Linked DNA regions of Bicyclus anynana: region 2 is linked to region 1. Evidence: chromatin contacts called from public Hi-C data. All regions are on one chromosome and are shown on one strand. The core of a region is the stretch at or near the end of the contact, and the rest is flanking DNA. Distances in the headings are between cores, read along the strand shown.

What was found. A called contact is a pair of places that touch in the nucleus more often than the background predicts.
Region 2: a contact with region 1 is called in a Hi-C map of whole larva, with 2.3 times the contacts expected there. The contact joins the promoter of LOC128199180 here to the promoter of LOC112046535 in region 1. A contact is called at or near these places in 2 of 2 Hi-C or Micro-C datasets (whole body and whole larva).

Annotation. Positions count from the first base shown.
Region 1 is chr19:10,438,215-10,441,303 of ilBicAnyn1.1, reverse strand. LOC112046535 (cGMP-dependent protein kinase, isozyme 2 forms cD4/T1/T3A/T3B) reads right to left here and starts at 1,660. Exons shown (of 12, transcript XM_024083203.2): 1 at 1,336-1,660.
Region 2 is chr19:10,569,285-10,572,373 of ilBicAnyn1.1, reverse strand. LOC128199180 (E3 SUMO-protein ligase ZBED1-like) reads left to right here and starts at 1,547. Exons shown (of 2, transcript XM_052887531.1): 1 at 1,547-3,089. All of the region lies in intron 2 of LOC112046535 (cGMP-dependent protein kinase, isozyme 2 forms cD4/T1/T3A/T3B), which reads right to left.

The DNA.
Region 1 (3,089 bases), core at 411-2,910:
ACGTACGTTTCACCCCGAAACCGGAGCATCCTCAGGAGATGTTGACTCTACAACGTGCAATTGCAAAGAAACGTACGTAGAGAGTATTTTGTCGGACCTGGGTGACGTTGTCGCATGGGTTCGTCGACTTTTCGCGGATGATAGCAAAATAAATAAATCATTATATAATCATGATGAACTTCCGCAAAGTAACGCCTGCTTCTATCCAATATTTAAAAGAAGGTGATGAAACCCTTGAAATCTTAATGTTTAGCCTAAAACAAATTGGAGATGCATAGTAGATTTAACCTCTTAATAAGTGGGACTTTAAAATAAGCGAATGATGACTAAGAACAACATAATGATTTTAAAATAATATTGGCTACATCTTCATGACAATCACGCTTGATGGAAAACTGTGACAAGGTCTAAGTTAGGAAGCGCTTGCCAAGAAATACTTATTCGCTTTATCCTTGAAGATCCTTAGGTCATGGGAAGACCTCTTAGGCGCAGTAGAGACCTTATTTATGTCCAAGAGGACCTGGACTTTGCTCCCAGGTATTTATAATTTTTTATTGATTGTAGGTTTCGTCCGAGGCTAGTTATATCCCTGCTGTCACAGACGTCACGCCAAACGGTTCCGGTACGGAGTATAAAGCCTTAGAGATAGCCTGTTATAAAACTACAATCTCTTTACATCAGTAAAACTTGCAGTAGGTATAATGCTAGCAAACGAGAAAACAATATTAATAGTTAACAAGAAAAAGAATTAAAAATGTTGAAAAACCCTCGACAGTTATTCCTAACACCCTTCTTATTTACACCGGGCTGTAAAAAGGATAATTTTTGAAGGAACCCAACAAATTACTAACCCATCCAGAACTCTTACTCATGAACCTGTTTGCAGCAGTTTGAAGTTGAATTTTACTACCAGTAAGATTTGAGCGTAACATTTAGGTACGTAGACGCAGATAGGTACATATTACTTAACGCAAGATTATGTATTACGGAACCTATTAACTTAGATAATAACTAGGCAGTCTTTCATTTATAAAGCATTGAATTAGCAAGTAAATAAAACAATCTCCAACCGTAAGTACTAAGTAGATATTAACAAGGATTTAACTTAGCAAACTACTGATTAACCTAACAGCCATTACAGTCGGAGTTATTTTTAGATTCCGCACAGAGATGACTTAGGTCTGTCGTAATGTAAATGAAATGAATGCAGTGTGTTTGTGAGTGGACGACTTCGCCGGCGGGAAACAATGCACGTATGTATTATCTAAATGACATAACCTATAACTGAATACCAAACACAATAAATATTTAAAGGAAATATAAAACATATCTTACCGAGCACACGGCGAAACTTCCACGTTACCCAAATCATTGTAAAAACCACTGATTATGATTTCGAATTGAGGTTATGTTGCGCGGTTGTCAATTGTCATTGTCACATCATTTTGACAGGTGTAGTGAATACCACCTGTGGCAGAGTTTACGGCACATTGAATCCCTGTTTTGAATGTTCTGTCGGGTTATTGTCATAGTTTAGGGAGTGGAAAAGAGCACTTTGCGTCTTGGCATCCCGGCCAATGGACGTTGTACGCGTCAAGGTCACTGGAGGCGGCGCCGGGTATAGAACGGTGGATACGCGCGGCTCCCTCGCCGCCCGTATAGCAACTAAACTAAACAGAAACAGAGACTGTAAGCGGGCTTGATGCGCCGATAAGCGGTATATGGTATAAATAAAAACGCCGCGTTGTGAATATGAATGAATGCGCAGCACGCCCCATAGTTTTAGATGTGGGTGAAAACGATTTTGAATCATGTCTGTAAGATAAGTAAAATATATACGTAGGTAGGTTATCGCTTGCCAGAGCATGCGGGTTACGTGATTTTTGTGTAATCCTCATATACCTACCTACCTACCTACGTTTGCATCACCACTGGTGATGAACAACACCAGGGTTCCCAACTTAGGGGTTTTCCCCCAGATTTAGGGGACAAATAAGTGAAATGGGATTTTTTTAGGGGTCTGAAATTTTTAGGGGTATTTTCAGGGATTTATTGACTCTTTAATATTTTTAAATTGATGATAATTATAATATTTCTTTCTTGACCTAGCGATTTATAATGACATATAATACGTTATTCTACAACCACTCTGAGGCCACTGGCGGCAATTTTCATCGAATAAAAAAGTTGTTAAATTTATTCAGTGTATGATTTCAAAAAATCTGAATCTTCAGATAAAGACGTAATATTTTGTCTGTATTAAATATAGACTTTTGAAAGATATTACTGCATATTAATTGATTATGAAACACGGCTAAAACTCACGTGATATTACGTCGGAGTATGCCCGACTAGTTTCATAATCAATTAATATGAATAACACTCACGATAGTTTAAATTCTAAAATATTACTGCATATTATTTCTAAATTTATTTTTATTTTCAAATTATTATGAATTTATATTTTCTAGGGGGACAACTCAATAATTAAGGCGATTTTAGGGGTTTTTGACACAAACTTTAGGGATAAATATTTTGGAGAGTTGGTAACACTGAACAACACATACACCACGAAGACCACAGAAATTTTAAACTATAGATAGGTTACGTGTCTACAAAATCACAGCGCACACGTGCACAATTTTGTGCTTACTTACGTTATATATTTATGTAAGTAGGTATATTTAGTTTTTATTTCCTGAACACACAACTCCACATAATACACAATATTTAGGTATTATTTGTTTAAATAACGTTCGTAGTAGTAATTAATATAAGTAAAAATAATAAATTAATTTAGTCGCAAAGTAAACTACTATGCGACTAAATTAAATTAATACTATTGTGCATATTTGTCCTCCTCAGTTTTAATGCGCTTGTGCCTTAGCTCTAGCACAGTAGATATAACAAGGTTCTAGTGTAAAATAACGTTGAGGCAGACACTCAGGGATTCTTAAGTCATATTGAACAGCCCACTCACTAGGTACATTGCCTTGCCATTCTTCAAAGGGAATTGGATTTTAATTCCGTCACGATGCGCTGGTCCAATGCTTACAATATTTTTGTAAGCATTCAAGCATCAATGATTT
Region 2 (3,089 bases), core at 298-2,797, 130 kb before region 1:
GATAAATGCTTTAATGTTATCGAATAGTTAGCCAACTTTATAATGAATGACGTTGTTTTCATTTCACTTCGATTTTTCCGCCATTTACCATTCTTACGGTAAGAGGGATATATATTTTATGAGTCCGCTAACTTTTGTTAAGTATTTTATGAACAATGACTTTAAAAATATACTTAAAAGTTTTAATCGAGGTTTGCATGTAGATATATAATGCATATACAATATATACACACAAACACACAAGACACAAGTTACTAAAATAACTAAACGAAAATAACATGTTTTATATTAGCCATAGGTACATGATCTGCTTAAATTGTCAGTCACCATGTTTTTATTGCAGCATTTCTTTTTTCTCGTGCTACTATTTAAATCAAACTTTGGTTTACATGCGAATTTATATTACTATGATATTGGCATAGATGAGTAGAGCAAGTAAATTTGATCAAACAAAGTCCTAAACTATATAAAATCATCAAGTATGAGCATACTGAGGATTTATAGAAAAGAAGAAGAAATACTTTATTGCACACAAAAATATAAAACTAAATAAAAATCATTAAAGATGAATAATTTAAACTAAGAATTTACAAGTAAGTAAGACGTCGTTATTACTGTAAAGCAATCTCTACCGGGCAACCCCTGATGAGAGGACTTATGATAAAATAATGTTGTATTCTTTAATAAATTAGCAGATATTTTGTTTTTACTGGAGTTATGTAATGTGAAGTACTTCTTACTCTATCTACTTTATTTCGGTGACACTCCTGTAAGTAATTTCAGCTTAACTTTGTAATTAATTTTCTCCACTGTTTACTTATTTATTACTTTTTGTTTTTCTGGCTATTATGTTTCAAAATAATTGGTTCGTTCGGCATTTATATTGAAAGAGATTTCACAGTCATCTCTTGCGTAAATTAATTTTCTTTTTCTTCCATTGTTACAATAAAATAATAATCTATGCAAAATTTATATTTTCTAAGCGATATATTTATTTATTTGTCGATCACAGATTCAATAATAATATTCATATCCTTTTTAATTGTAATAAGAGCTAATTGTAATTGGCTCTCATGTTAACTATAGTTATTAACATACTTATATACGATATTATTTTAATTTGTAGCAAAAAATAGTGTAAGTAGTTTCCTAGCGAACCAATGTAATATTTACTTATAAGACTGATTATAATAATAATAAGAACGAATTGTAATTCTCTCTAATGATATAGTTACAACCAAACACCTGTACGCTTTTTTCTATTGATGACAGCTCTATGACTTCATAATTCGAACGATAAAAAAGTCGTCCGAAGTGCCTATTGTACATCAAACGACTATTGAAGTGGAGGCAAAAGAAAATTCACCAAGAAATACCAGTATACGTAAATAAACGAACTTTGAAATGGGTTTCTCAATCGGAGTTTTCGATACTTTTCACTTTGGGGATAAATTACGCGCGTCCGGATTAATGATTCGATTTTCGAAACGCGTTGGGACGTTCTGTCTGTACGAGCGTCGCGGTACGACTACCGGACTAGTGTTGAGTAGGACATACAAGAGCCAACACATTTGTCCCGTACATGACGTCAGAATGTAAGAGCGGCTCAAAATTTCAAAATGTCCTACCTCACATTTTTTGTCGCGGCAATACTATTACTCGTAAGCCAGTCGCAAGCGAGACGGAGTGAGGCACTTAAGACTTACTGTTATGGCGATACATAGACGTGACATAGACATTCTTACAAAAGAGAAAAGACGACAGACAGATGTGATTTGTGCCTGTGTTTCCGTGTGTGGGTCATTCATACGGTAGTCTACGGACGCGTTCGCGTTTCGAAGAAATTATGAAGAAATTTTGAATTACAAATAATTATTTTGCATTTTCTATCATTACATTTTCTGTTATAATTAACATTCATATAAAAAAAATTACTCACCAATTCAATTAATGTATACCAACTTTAAATAATAATTATGCTTACTAAATATACCAACATAAATATTAATTGGATTATATTACCCGGTACTTGTACCGAATCGTAAATCTATGTTATTACCATAGATAATAATGGCCTGTAAAGCAATCTCAGGTTGTGTAGTCTATGATAGCCCTGCAAAATTGAGCAATTTATTAGAAATTTGGTAAACTTTTATTAATTCTCTATAGACGAAATAAATTAAATAGATGATTATTAAATATGTGCAAGTAAGTGTTTATAATTATTATGTTTTATGTGTGTTATGTGTGACATTTACGAAGACTGTGAATAAAAATATGCGTTTTTAGAACGAAAATAAGTTTTATGGATAGCAACCCTGAGCTCAAGCTTGGCGCGGGCGCGCGACAGTTTAATTTTGAAATTCGATTTGAATTTTGAATTCATTTCATAAACGTCCTTCTGAAAGTTTGCGTTAGGACCTGCGAAAGTTTATCGAAATAGTTGTGAAATAAATTAAATAGGTGATTAATAAATATATTCAGGTAAGTGTTTATAATTATTATGTTCTATTAATGTATTTTATTATATATAATTTGTTGATTTGGCTTTTAAATTTGGTTTGGGTCACATTTGTTATGGTTTAATATATCTAATAATTTTATTTTTACTTTCTTGCATGCTCTTTGATGCAATTTGCACAAAAGATAAACCTAATAAAATTATGTGTGTATTTAAGTAAGTGTGGTTTACTTTTATCAAATATAAATTAACATTGACGGTTGGCCACAAAAGCATTTTTGTTGCATTTTTTTGTTGATAAAATTTGAATAAAGGATTAAGCATTAATAAAATTTTGGGTGCTTGTAACAATTAATCAAGTACTCAGACCAATCGCACTATTATTATTATTATTATTATTATTATTTTAGCCTGGTTATTTATTTATTGTATATTACTATTATTTATAACTTGTAAGTTATAAACACAAGTATCACTATTAGCTTATTTTATTTAATAAACTGCTCACTGGAGAGCTAAGCCATCGTTCGAAGCGAGGATATGGAGCTTAGACGCACCCCGCCACTTCTATGAGGTTTGGCGGGCTTGAAATTTGAATTTGTAACGATCACTTTCAAATAGTAATGCT